Linked DNA regions of Hordeum vulgare: region 1 is linked to region 2. Evidence: chromatin contacts called from public Hi-C data. All regions are on one chromosome and are shown on one strand. Each heading gives the region's core, a stretch centred on a gene start, on an enhancer-like site or on the middle of the called end of the contact. The rest is flanking DNA. Distances are from core to core; before and after follow the strand shown. Region 1 has its middle 140 kb from the start of LOC123439543. Region 2 overlaps LOC123443005 (ABC transporter G family member 31).

What was found. A called contact is a pair of places that touch in the nucleus more often than the background predicts.
Region 1: a Hi-C map of seedling shows a contact between it and region 2, with 2.7 times the contacts expected there. The contact joins two enhancer-like sites. A contact is called at or near these places in 2 of 6 Hi-C or Micro-C datasets (leaf and seedling).

What each region holds. Positions count from the first base shown.
Region 1 is chr3H:70,492,988-70,499,708 of MorexV3_pseudomolecules_assembly, reverse strand. No RefSeq gene overlaps it. Among protein-coding and RNA genes, the nearest start is that of LOC123439543, 140 kb to the left of the region's middle. Within about 2 kb of position 5,093, at least 3 of the 3 cell types and tissues checked have open chromatin away from gene starts, as enhancers often do. A contact at or near this core is called in leaf and seedling, where this site is marked.
Region 2 is chr3H:69,785,577-69,792,427 of MorexV3_pseudomolecules_assembly, reverse strand. It overlaps LOC123443005 (ABC transporter G family member 31), which reads right to left. Exons shown (of 24, transcript XM_045119214.1): 14 at 6,655-6,811; 15 at 6,446-6,565; 16 at 6,241-6,335; 17 at 5,818-6,150; 18 at 5,445-5,735; 19 at 5,165-5,248; 20 at 4,951-5,084; 21 at 4,635-4,862; 22 at 4,366-4,537; 23 at 4,018-4,272; 24 at 2,695-3,161. The coding sequence ends at 2,889. Among protein-coding and RNA genes, the nearest start is that of LOC123443005, 11 kb to the right of the region's middle. Within about 2 kb of position 3,582, at least 3 of the 3 cell types and tissues checked have open chromatin away from gene starts, as enhancers often do. A contact at or near this core is called in leaf and seedling, where this site is marked.

The DNA of each region.
Region 1 (6,721 bases), core at 3,844-6,343, 710 kb before region 2:
GCGAAGCAGGTGTCGGTCATCAGCGTGTGTAGATGAGTCGTAGCAAGCTACAAGGATTCCATTACACCGCGTGACATTTCCCCGAAGGGACAGACACAACAAGAAAGAAGGATACATGCCGGTCAATCAATGTGTCCGGAGCAGTAGCAAGCTACCAAGGCTCGGTGGAAGCACAAAGAGGCATTTCCCCGTAAAGAGTACTACTAAAGGCACACAACTAGGTGTCGAATCCCACACATATAATGCATTTCATAACATACACACAATATGCACTATATGTGTAGATATAACATGGCATCACAACATAACTCTATGACTCAAGCTTTTATTAAAGACTCGTAGGAGTCAACATAGTATGATATTACAAACAGGGGTCTCTTGACCCGTCACTCAAATCATACAAACATCAAGCGGAAGCACAACATGTCTGGGTACAGACATCTACTAAAAGTGGCTGGAAGAGCCTGAAAGCTACTACGACCCTACCAAAGGAGCCAGACCTCTGTCTAGGATTCCCAAGCTATTCTGGTCAACATCGAACACGTCGCGTAGAACCTTTTAAAGAGACTAAAACTTCTCTGCAAAACATAAATAAAGCAACCGTGAGTACAAAGGTACTCAGCAAGACTTACATGAGAACCATCTACATATGCATCATGTTTCAATGAAGGGATTGGGGGGTTTGATTGCAGCAAGCCAGCTTTGACTCTTGACTAACCTGTACTACGACTACAAGTTCTTTCTTTGAGGTGGGATAACACACACGAGTCCACATATTCAGCAGTCAATACACCACTATGGATCCACTCTCGTCTCCCTATGAGAAAGCCTTCCATAGCACTCACACTTATCTTGCATGTTTTAGAGTATCCATTTAAGTTGTCTATGTACCACGTAATATTTCCAAGTAGTCCATATCCGAGGACGCGGCTATTCGAACAGATTAAATCACCCTGCAGGGGTATACTTCTTCACACATGCTCTCACCACTTAGCACCATATGCACGTCATGCATCTTGGCAACCTTCAAGCGAAAGCACTGGCGTGGGTGTCGGGAACGACCGTTAATCACACAAGACCCTAGTCCAGGTTTATCGCCTATTTGAGACTGAACCCGCAAGGAAGTCCGGCCAAGGTTTCCTCTACGGCCCCAAACAATGTGCGTAGGGTTCCCAAGCCCACCATCCGGGTGCCACTTGGTAGACCGTGCCACTGTGTATCTACTGCAGAGAAGCCTACCCCGTCGGGCAGAGCTAAACACGGCCACCAACACTTTTCCTACAAACACCAGAAACTATTTGCAACTCCTGGACAGAGATCTAGGCAATTAATAAGCCGAGCGGGGTCATATTTCAGGGCCCAATGCATGGTAGTATCTTATCTTGGATAACATACACAGAACTCAGTTCTTAAGGACGGTCCCAATGAGACAACCCACCATGTACTCCTACATGGCCTCTCATTGCTACCTTTACCAAATCGGATTCACACTTTTACTCTCACACTGTAGGACATGAACACAACCATTCCGATTCATCATCCAGATGGATCCGACCCGACACAACTCTAAGCATAGCAGGCATTGTAAGCAAGCATGGATGAGTAAGTACAACAAGGCTCAAGCAGTTGCTACTCATGCTAAGTGGTTTCAACTATTTACTGTGACAAAATCAGGTCATGCAGAGGAATGGGTTCAACTACCGATAATATGTACAATTGAATCATGTTTGTCCTAATGCAGTAAAAGAGAGCAGGAGCGAGAGAGTGGGTTTATATAAATATGCTCAAGGGGGTTTGCTTGCCTGACACGTCTGAAGATAACAATGAGTCTTCATCAATGTCAACGATCACATCGTCGGAACCATCGTCTATCGAGAGGGAACAACACCGGCAAATAAGAAAGGAACAACAATTACTTCACAGAAATGCAACACTATGATGCATGATCAAGAAATGGAAATGAAATGTGGCAGGGCCAATATAGCTACCATTTCTTAGGTTGAAGCTGGATTTGAATTAGAGTCCAAAAATCACTTCAACAAGGTATTTTTCTAGATACCCTTTTAATTGATTCGACGTGATGCTCAGGTAAACTTGTTTTAGCATGCATGAATATGGCATGTTGGGGTGCCGAGTTTCCTAGATCATTGTTTGGTCATAGTAATTGAAGTGGAATTCAAATAGGAATCAAATTCCAACTCCAAACTATTTATTAAATTTACCCTAATCATCATTTTGCCTATTTGGTGATGTTAACTTTCTCAAACCAACATGAAAATGCCATAATCAGATTCTTTGGATTTTTCTGATCATTTTTCATATATAAATTATTTTCATTGGACTTACAGATTATTTTCTATGATTTTTAGAAGTTTTAGCAATTTTATGGAATTATAAAAAATTAGAAAAAGCTATTACTGTTTCAGGCTGATGTCATCCCTGCTTCAGCAGGTCAACCAGCCAGTCCAGGTCAAACCTGACCACTGGGGCCCACTGGTCAGTAACCCAGAGGCTAAACCCGCGCTGACCAGCCCCTAATTGGGGTTTGACCAGGCGTGGGGCCCACTGGCAGTGACTGAGGGGAGGTTTAATTACGCGCTAATGGTTGGCCACGTCGACGACTACAGGAGAGTGGTCGCCGGCGACTGAGCCGCGACGAAGGGCTCGCCGGAGTTGTGGTAATTCGCGCTACATGGGTCCAAATCGAGCGGGGTTTGCAGCTACGGGACGCTGGCGAAGCACCCGATCTGGCAGGGGCATCAGGAGAAGCTCAGGTGGTCGGAAAAGGTGCCGACGACGAGCGTGCGCGACGGCCGAAAGTCGGGCTCGTCGGGGAGCAGCTCAGGGGGAAGCTATCGCGCGGGGAAGAGAGGGGAAAGGAGCAGGGGCTCACTGCAGCTCCATTTTTGGCATCGGGAAGACCGGAGAGGGTCGCTGGCCGGCGAATGGAAGCGGGGAGCTCCGGCGACCGGAGGAGGAAGAAGGTGGCAATGGCGACGCTGCGGTGGCTCGGGTGCTCAGGGAGGTTGACGTAGAGGAGCGGCCCGTTGAGGCGGAGCTGATCAGCCGATCAGGGAGGCGAGGGGTGGCCGGAGGCGAGCTTGGCGATATCGGCAATGGCGACAACGAGGGGAAATCAGAGAGAGAGAAAAGGGGACTGTAGAGAGGAGAGGAGATAAGAAGAGGTGTTGCTCGACGTGCTGGCGTGGAGAGGCAGTAGAGAGCTCCACGCGAGCAGGAGGTGGCAAGGCGAGCCGCCGTGCTCATCTTCTCCCCTGCCCACTGGTAGGAGGAAGAAGACGACAAGGGTACCCCCTGGTGGGCTGGGCTGGGCCAGGAGCGTCAGGTGAGTTCTTTCTCTCTCTTTTCCTATTTCTGCTTTATTTCTTTCTCGCATTTAGGTTTAGGTTTTAAAATGAAATATTTAAATATTTTATAAAACCTTAAATTAGTGTTATGTGACAGTGATAAAAATAATCAATGCCACAAAGTAGTTTCAACATTTTTTAAACTTTTATTTTAAAAGAAAACAAAATAACTCCATTCCAAACAATTATTTGATCAAATCAAAAATCCATTTCAAAATGTTCGTGTGACCTAAAATTTTGGTTTGACAAATTTATTCCCTGTCACTATTTTCCCAAATATTTGGAACATTTTTCTGGTTCCTTTTGAGGTAATATTTTTATTGTCTTTTTGTCAAATTTCAATTCATTGGGGCTTGAGCACTTCCCACTTTCAGATTCAATGCAATTGAATGCATACATGAAAATGCAATGGCAAGTAAGGCAAACTTGGACTGTGACAACAGGCACCTTTATTTTCCACAGAAATTTATGTGGGAATCCCATATCAGTAGTAATTAGGAACAAATATAAGGATTTAACAGTAAAAACCCTATCTTTAGTCAACATCCATTGTGGCTTATCTCTCTGACTCTCTCTCCATATATTGCCACTTCCTCACACCTTATTTTCAGACTACCCCATAATTCAGCCGTCCCTCCATGTAAATCTCTTCTAAAGGAAAAAAAAAGTCCCACCCTTTATCCATTGCCTCTGCGACAGAGATCTCATGGTCAAAACTGACATTGTATAATACGGGATAGGCATCTTTTAAGGTTTTGGATCCCATCCACCAATCTTCCCAAAATCTGGTGTTTTTCCCATCACCTAGTTTTTTCTTAATGTGTTTGTAATATATATATGTCTCCATCTCCACGGTTGTTCAATGTTCCAAGACCTCGCATTAGGGCGGACCTCGAGCGAAAACCCGGTGTCTCGTCTCCTCATAATCACGCATGTTTTTGCGTTCAGAGTTCAGAGTTGGTGTGACTGTGTGCATCGTCCATGTCTCGACTAGTCTTTTTGATGTCGCGTCGTTGCAGAGGATAGTGGTATTTGAATAATACGGAGTAGTTAACATCTTTGAAACACGTACAGTAGATCGTAATATGCACGGCAGTGATTGAGGCTTTGAGATCTTTTATTACAACCTTTGGTCTGCTTGCGGTGCTGCTGTTGCGACCTGGTTGGTTGGAGCTCTCTCAACCTTTTATCGGCGGGCGATCCATCCATCCATCCATCGCGGCTGCATATGGAGCCCACGTTGAGGTGTCCGTCTCCAGCTTTTGCATGCCATGGACCCGGTCAAGTAAATCGGCCGGGCCAGACAGAGAGACAGACACCGCCACACCAGCCAGCCAGCAGAGCAGCTCATCGGCCAGGCGACGCAATAGGAGGCAACTTGCGCTGTTCCTCTTCTCTTCTCTTCTCTTCCTCTCTGTTCCATGCACGAGCTCTCTCCTCCTTTGGTCGATCACACACAGACATACAGGTACTCCAGATGGATAGACAGGTGAGCTGACGGACACGCATGCATGCAGGTTTAATCATGGACCGTAGTAGGACAGGACATGCATGATACTAGTACGTACAAATCGTTCTTGACATTGCTGGATAACTCAAGGTTTTCCTCTTGGGTCCGTCCGGTCCGGGGTTTGCTTGGAGGCACAGGCACGGCGGGTGAGCTGCCAGCACGTGCGTGGCACTGGAACCATCCGTCGTCGGAACTGTCAGCGAGCCCCCCCGGCCACTACGTGTACCTGGGCTGTGTTTAGGTCGCCCGTCTGGTTGCAGATTGCAGTTGCACCAAGAGCCCAGAGTTGAGCACGTTTCCCTCGTCTTCAGGTGTCGCTGTACGTACAGGCTGCTGAGCTGGGCGATCCAAAGGCGCAATCGAATCTCATAACTATTATATTTATGTGTCACACCTCAGCATCTTGATTTCTACTTACTACTGCTCTCTCGTGTTAAAGATTCAGCAATGGTAGGTCGTTCGGTAACAGCAACGGTGAGCTGCACTGCAAGGCTGCAAACAAACGGCAGCACTGCTTGCCACCGCAGAGAAGACGTTGGCTGGCACATGCAAACAGCTGCTGCGGCGGCCGATTAACCGACGGCGATGCGCCGCCATGCATGCATCGACTGGAACAAGACGGCGATGATTTCCCGAGCTTGATTATCTATCTATCAGGACGTACGGGGCCGGTCGGCGGGCGATCGATCGAGGTGACCGAAGCTACAGTGCCAGTGGCCACTCGCCAGCCGCCGCGCAGCGCGGAAGTGGCAACGCAGCCACGTTGTCTGCTTGCTCGAACAATCCATTGCAAATGCAGTCGCCGTCATGGTTCTGATGGCCGGCCCCTCTGCTTACTGGTTACTGTATGCATGTAATGCTGAAGGAGCACAATCACACACGCAGACAGGCGCCATCACCAGCTCCCCCGGCCCCCATTGATGAGCTAGGCAACAAGCAAGCAGAAGCAGCCAGAGCAGGCACCAGCATCGCCATCATCAAGTGAAGCAGTTGAGACACGCACCGGGCTTATTGCCCGATGAAAAGTCTCATTTAGATCTTTCTTGCTCGATTTCTGTCCGTCTGTCATCTTGGATGGAGAATCTTTGCAACTACAATTATCATCGAGCGCTGGATCCAACAGGCTGGATCGATCGCCAGTCGTAATGGCATAATAGGGTGGAGCTGTGCACTCACCTAGATATGCATACGGATCGCTAGCGTAGCGTCATCTGGCAATGATTGCAGGCAGAACCTGATCGATCCATCTTGGGTACCAATGGCCCTACTCATCTCGTTTGTGCGTATGCGTGAGGTGGCAACGGGGCCAGCAGGCTCTCATCTTGTTCATCCGCAGACAGGAGAGGGGGTGGGGGAGATGAGGATGAGCAATCAGAGATCCCGAGTTATCATGGCCATTAACTAACTGTGAGATGAGTGCATTCTGTACGCCCCCACCGTTGCAGGAATTCAGGCTCGGCTGTGCTTGTATTTGCTGTCAGAGGGGGCAGCAACTTCTTTCTCTGAGGCCGTTAAATGTGGTTCTGCATCCTCGGTTTGTTGCTTCCTTTGGCTGTCGTCAGTGCTGCTAGATTTGCAGGACGGCAATGATGCGCCGCGCCGCGTCGACGTCGACGGGGATCGTCGGATTGAGCCGGGTCAGATTAGGGCCAGGCAGGGGGCATCCGGTCAATCCGTCTCCGGTATCATAGCATCTACATCCACGATTGGAAATCCGAACCGTCAAACGCTTGTGGATGCGTCCGGACACTGATCGACCATCCCTTAAATCTACGGGTTCACATTTCACTTTTTCATATTTATTTTCCAAATTCATATGAAACATGTAATACTGCGCACTATT
Region 2 (6,851 bases), core at 2,333-4,832:
ATCCTACACCTACTAACAGTTACGTAATTTGTTACGAAACCTTCCTCCTAATCCTCTCTCCCCCTCATTTTCAAGTGGGGTGTGACCATCCTTCCCCTATTTTCCAATGAAAGGTTGCCAAGTGGATCTCCTTCGTAAGATGTACGTAGCCATCCCGTAGGTGTAGCATTGCTCTCCAAAAATACACCTAGATTTTAACGACAAAAAGTTTTTTCCCTCAACCATTGGCATCGTGCCAATGGAACTCTCTGATACAGATAAAAGGTAAGGAGTAGTATTGTATTGACTCAATCGATCGTCGCATCAAGCCGATACGGCTACATGGAGTGCACTCCCTGCCTCTGCCTGACATGGTGTATTTTGCTTCGTTTTCCTAATCCGTTAATTCTGGAATAGCTCTTGTTTGATTCTCAGGCTACACGACAGCTTACGTGCGTGTGAGTGTGCAGAGGAAGGGGGGGAAGAAAACAGAGATCGATACGCATGCAGCTGCTGGACGCCAGATAGGACGGCAAAATCTCGCAGCGAATTAAGTTGGCGCTGCGTACGTACTTGTTTAGCTTAGCTTAGTTGGTGCTCATGAGTTTGGCAGGGAGCGAAAGCGGGGGGATCGTCCTTGGCATTAGCGTTGGTCTTTCTTTGGTCCTTTCCCTTGGAGCGTGCATGCATGCCCATCTTTGTCTCGTCAATATATTCTGTCCAAGAGCAAGAGCGAGTGATTGTCCTGTCCTATATACAATATTGTTATCATTAGCATTATTGTTATTATTCCGTATCCTCGCCAGCTCTTCCAAGAGGAGTACGAAAAGACAGAAGCGGTACTTATATATATATATATATATATATATATATATATATATATATATATATATATCTAGCTTAAATATGGAGTCCAATCAGTGGGTTGGGGCAAACAAGGACCCCCTCTAGTTTTGGTTTTGGTTTTGGTTTTGTAATATACTGGTACGTACCTCCTCTGATGGATGAATCATTAATGGATCCCTTGCGTGCATGTGGGCGGGGGTGAGTCGATCGGCGCAAATCTGCGGCTCTGGTCAGCGTAGTACGTACGTCTGCGGCGCCGCAGCTGCATGCGAAAAGACGATCGATCTAGTGGTAAGTGGTAACAAGCAACTGACTGGAGCAGCCGATCGATATATATATATCGTCGATCTGGCCATGCATGGATGATCAGCCCAATTATTGTTAGGTTACCAGCTAGCCGAGCTAAGGTAGCTGCCTGGCAGATAGTAGGTCATTAGCTAGCGGCCGTCCGGTCCATCACTAACGACGCAGCCGCGTGCGTGCATGCATGGCTGGCTAATGGCTATAGCCCTGCACCTGCACGCGGTCACACACATGCACGGTCGGTCGAAACTGGACTGGACCGGACCGGCCGGGCTTGGATCGGATCAGCTCGGCCTCGGCCTAGCGATATCCGATCAAATCTAAAACCGCCGCGAGAGGTTTAGCACGCGCGTGTACCGATGTGGGTACGGCCGGGATAAGCCTCGCCGCCTTGGAGAGCTGATCCATCGACGGAGTTGGATCTCCCTCATCATCGGCTGGGCATCGGCATGTATGCATGCATGCATGCCACTATACATACGGTACATACGTAGCACTTGACCACTGACTGAGTGGCCAGACCGATGACTTCGCGCTCTGTGCATGCATGTAGACGTACGCCGGCCCTGGGTCTAATCTGCCACGGAAGAAGGGCTACGGGCCACCGTAGGAAACCCCTACGCGCGCGCGCTACGCTACCGTCCGCGGCCACCCTTTGCGGATACGCACGTACCAAGGGCCGGCCGCTTTGACTGCCACTCGTCCAGGACCAGGCCAGCCAGCAGCCACCGGCCTCCTCTCCACTGGAGGTATCGGATCACCATCTCCTGGCCAGTTTGGCTCTTGCATGCATGCATGGCAGCATGGCACTGACCGCTCCAGATCCAGCACACGATCGAAGCCGGAGAAGGCCGCATGCAGGGGCCACCGTACAAGCTACTCCTACGTGCGAGCATAGCAGCAGTGAACGATCGATCTTCTCGGCAGGTGCATGGTGCGCAAGAGCACAAGTTGTAGGTCAAATACGCCGTGGAGCCAAGGGAAGTGCGGCAGCCAGCGATCGGCGGCGCCAAGGCAAGCGGACAAAGGTCCGGTATTGGCGTATTGTTTGTTGCCTTGCCTAGCTAGTAGCTACCTCTCCCCCGCCGTGCCGTGTGCCGTGTGCAGATGCGATCGACGTCACGCGTGCACCAAACGACAAACGCTCTCCACGGTAGTATATTCTTCTATCCCGATCGACCTGACTGTAAAAAAAGATGGGTGCGTACTGTGGTAGGTAAAAGGTGGTGGAGTGTGTGTCTTATCTGTTGCGGTGCATGAAGAGAGATGCTATGCTATATGCTTCTTGTCAAATGGGTGGTTCTTTCCCGGGTCGCATCCAACGGTCAGGTCAGTGTCCTTGGATGGAAGCACAGCCATGGCTAACATAGATATATAGCTGCTGCTGCTGCTACGTCCAAAAGGGTATCGGGGCAGGACGACGGACAACCGAGATGCATCGCCCAAAGCGGTCAAAAAAGACGGACAGGTGTCGACCACGCACCGGCGCTCCTCGACGCGGCAAATGCTCAGCGAATATACGCACGCAGGCCCGTATCAACATTACAGTACGTACAATACAAAACATCTCTCAAGGATCTTGCTATACATAGCACGTACGTACAGTAATACATACACTTCTTGTTTCAAATCGTGTGTCTCCCTCTCGCACTCGACAAATTATTTACGAGCTCTTATCTTAATTGATTGTACACATGCATGCATGCTGGGTAATTAAGTTAAACTGGTGACCGAACCGGGTACATTTGCTTTGCTGCTCATCATCTGCGCTGGAAGTTGAGGTTCCTGATGGCGAGGGCGAAGACGACGGCGAAGAGGACGCAGAAGCCGACCACCATCGTGGCGACGACGCCGAGGAAGTCGTGCCGGAACCCAAAGTGCTCCTCCAGGAACGCCACCACGGTGGTGGTTCTGATGCCGTCGGCCAGCAGCAGGGGCTGGTCCAGGTCGCCGAACTGGGAGGTCAGGAGCCCGTACAGCGTCCAGGACACCGGGTTGGCCCAGTAGTACCACCTCCACCACACCGGGATCAGCTGCATTATTATTTGGTACCGGAATCGTTAACCAAACCAAACACAACAGGATGGTACTACCAACTACTAAGGCCCATGGATTCACGCGTCGAGGCATGAATCCTAAACCGGCGGAATGCGAGCGGAAACGCTAAACCAAGCAGGGCCTAAGTGTATCATTGTTGTTCTGTTCAGATACAAGTGTGCCAAGAGCCCAAGGCAAGTAGAACGTCTACCATGCTAAGCTGAATATACTTAAATTTGTTTATTTGTTTCGTCGAAAAACCACGATAAGTGTATCCATGTGCCCTGTGATGTGCTGGTTCACAGCATGGATAAAAGAATACCCTATTTGGAAAGGAAATTAAAATTTGCCAAGCCCAGTGGTCCGGTGCTGACGCGGTTGTGCACAGTGATCGATCTACACCAGTGTATGAAAGCCCATATGGCCCGACACGTTCTCTACAGGCCAGCCAAACATATCAGGGCCCACCTATGACCAACTTGCCTTATCACAAAAATTATGTGGTGTTTTCCTAGTGTATTCCATGGAATTGTTTGTTCAACTCCAGAGTGCTGATGAAACCCTTCTCTCAGAAAATAAGAGAAGAACTTTAGAGTGCAAATAAGAACAAATCTTAGGTCGTATGCAACAATTATTGGTTTGGATATTGTGCACTTCAAAAAATTCTCTACTAGAAGATCGTATGACCTAGTAGCGTTCATGATTTTCCCAAGGCCTGGACTAAAACAACATACCCTAGAACTCAATCATATCCACGTTGCCAAACTGAAACGGAACTGAAAGTCACCGTAGGACGGAAGTCATTGATTGGTTTGTAGATGCAAATCATGGGGGGTGATATTCGCTCCATACCTTTCTTGGGATCATGAACCCGCAGAAGAGATTCCATAGCGTGTAGAATGGAGCGGCAATGATAGGCGCGACCATATGGTTCGGAGTGATCGCCGTTGTCATCATGCCGTAGAAGGTGAAGTACAACAGAGTGAAGTACATGAAGAAGAGGAACCACAAGAACTTCACTGCTGTCCACTCAAACGAACCCAGGCTGTAGAAAATTGTACCATAGACAAGTGACTGCACAAGAATGTAAGGGAACTCCACAGTAACCTGCCCAAGAACAATGGGTTAAAGGTGCTACGATGATGAACACTGGATGAATAGATTGTTGGAATACAAGTTCTGGACAGGAAACATATGTACCAGAGAGAATGCGAAAGGTAATGCTGAATACATCCCAGCAGCTCGCTCTCTGTACGATACAAATCTTTCGATAGAGATCACAGGTTGAACGGAAGTGGCGTTAGTGATTCCTATGAAAAGCACTGCTGCATACATGGCACCCATGGCATTGAAAATATCATGTTGGGTCTCCCTGGCAATTATAAAACGACATCACCGTCAGCTCCCTGTGAAGATAACTATGTATGACTATGCCCGGAAATCGGTGTCAGAACCACCCGATGACATACCTTCTAGAGCCAAATTTCCAGCAAATCGTCCCAAACATCAAGGAGATGATGACAGTGTAGAAAAACCGAACTGCGGTGTATTGAGGATTCCTCCAGTATGACAGGTTTTGCTTCCATAAGCAAGCAATAAACTGAGCACAGAATGGTTGAGCATACTTGGTAGAGAAAGTAAGCTCTTTCACTTCACTGTTCGGTTTGCTCAAGGCCTCAACGATTTCTTTGGTCTGCCTGAAATGCAATAAACAGAAACAGGTATTAGTGAGAGAAAAGCAACTACGAAGCATGTAGTCGGATTAAAAGGATTTTTTGTGTTTACAGAAATAATTTCGACTGTCGATAGTATTCAGCAAAATCCACTCCAAGAATCTGCTCCATTTGGGTACTTGTGACGTCCAACATCCATGCAGCCGGATTATAGCCATCCCTGATTTTAGGCACTCCTGGAATTCCCTGTTGGTAAACTTCAGGGTGTAAGTACAGAGGCCTTGTCTAAGTTTCTTCAGTGAGAAAACACGTAGTGCAGAACATACCTCGAAAAATTCAACCAGATTGCGTGATTTAGAACCCAATGGACCAGCATATATGAGTTGCCCTCCACGTTTCATAAACAAAAGCTGAGCAGCATATGGATAAGTTAGGAGAGGACAATGATGGAATCATCATACAGCCGTAACAATAGCAGTATTACAAGATGAAAATATTGTAGGTTTCATATTTAAGATAAATGTCACTTTCAAAGAGGTCTGAAATTAATTAATTTCATGTGTCATATTTACTGTGAAAAAATAGATATTTTGTGGAGAAAATTACCTCATCAAAAGATTCAAATATGTCGATACTTGGCTGATGGATGGTGCATACGATTGTCCGTCCCGTATTAACAATATTTCGTACAGTTCTCATCACAATGGCTGCAGACCTAGCATCCAATCCTGACGTAGGTTCATCCATGAACACAATAGAAGGATTTGCCACAAGCTCCACAGCTATCGTCAACCTTTTGCGTTGTTCCGTAGACAAGCCATTAACTCCTGGCAGGCCAACAAGAGCACCACTTAATGGATTCAGCTCAACAAGTTCCATCACCTCTTCCACAAAAGCCTATGAAAGAAACCAGCAAGATTAAAAGGTCAACATTATGATGTATGGAACAATGAAACATAGAACTTCAGCAAATGCATACCCTTTGAGTGTCATCATTGACATGGGAAGGCAACCGGAGGCATGCCGAGTATAACAAAGACTCGATCACAGTCAAGCAAGGTGAATGGACATCATTTTGTTCACAATAACCAGATATCCTTGTGAAAGTCTCTTGGTTCTTAGGATATCCAGATATAGAGACGCTTCCTTCTATGAGTCCTCCGGTCTTCCGGCCGGCTAAAACATCCATCAGGGTGGTTTTACCAGCACCACTGACTCCAACAAGGGCTGTCAGTATCCCTGGCCTAAATGCACCAGTGACATCAACAAGCAACTGAAGTCGGTCTTCTGCTATCCCTTGCTTTTTCAATTCCTGCTAGCATAAGTGGGTGAATGCATAAATGATATAGCTTTTTTAACTCTCTTTTTTTTTTGTCATACATATGGACCATCTGTGACGTACCTCTGGTACATCAACGTAGTAGTTTATATTCTTAAAGCACATAGAAAGGGGTTGAAAGGGTAACACCATGCCCTTCTGTTCCTTGAGCTTAAGCCCTGCAGCACATTGAAATTGAATACAGACGATGGGATCCATGCTTAGTAAAGGGTAAAAATATCTTGTGGTCTAAGAGCTGGATCGAAATAGTTCATTTATCTAGTTTTACCATTCAGTGAAGTTGAATGCAGGTAAGATCTCAGCTCTAGAGCTACTCTGTCACTCTTCCTCTTAGAATCCTTGTTTCGAATTGCGTCCTTGGACACAACAGCTTGCATATTCCCGATTGCTGTCAAGGACAATAACTTTGGAGAATGAGAAACTATTTTGAATAAGCTCAATTTTTTTAGGTGTTAGTATAAGGTAGTATGAACTTACGGTTGAGAATCGTCAAGAACAATGTAAATAAGGCATTCAAAACAATCGTGTAACCTAACAATGCTCCGACTCCGATCCAGAACCAATACTTTTCCTTGAATAATCCATATCCAGTGAGTACAGCTTCACCTAATGTGATGTTCTGATCTGCAAATGGCTGCCATTAAACCAAAGTAGATTTAGTATCAGTTACAAAT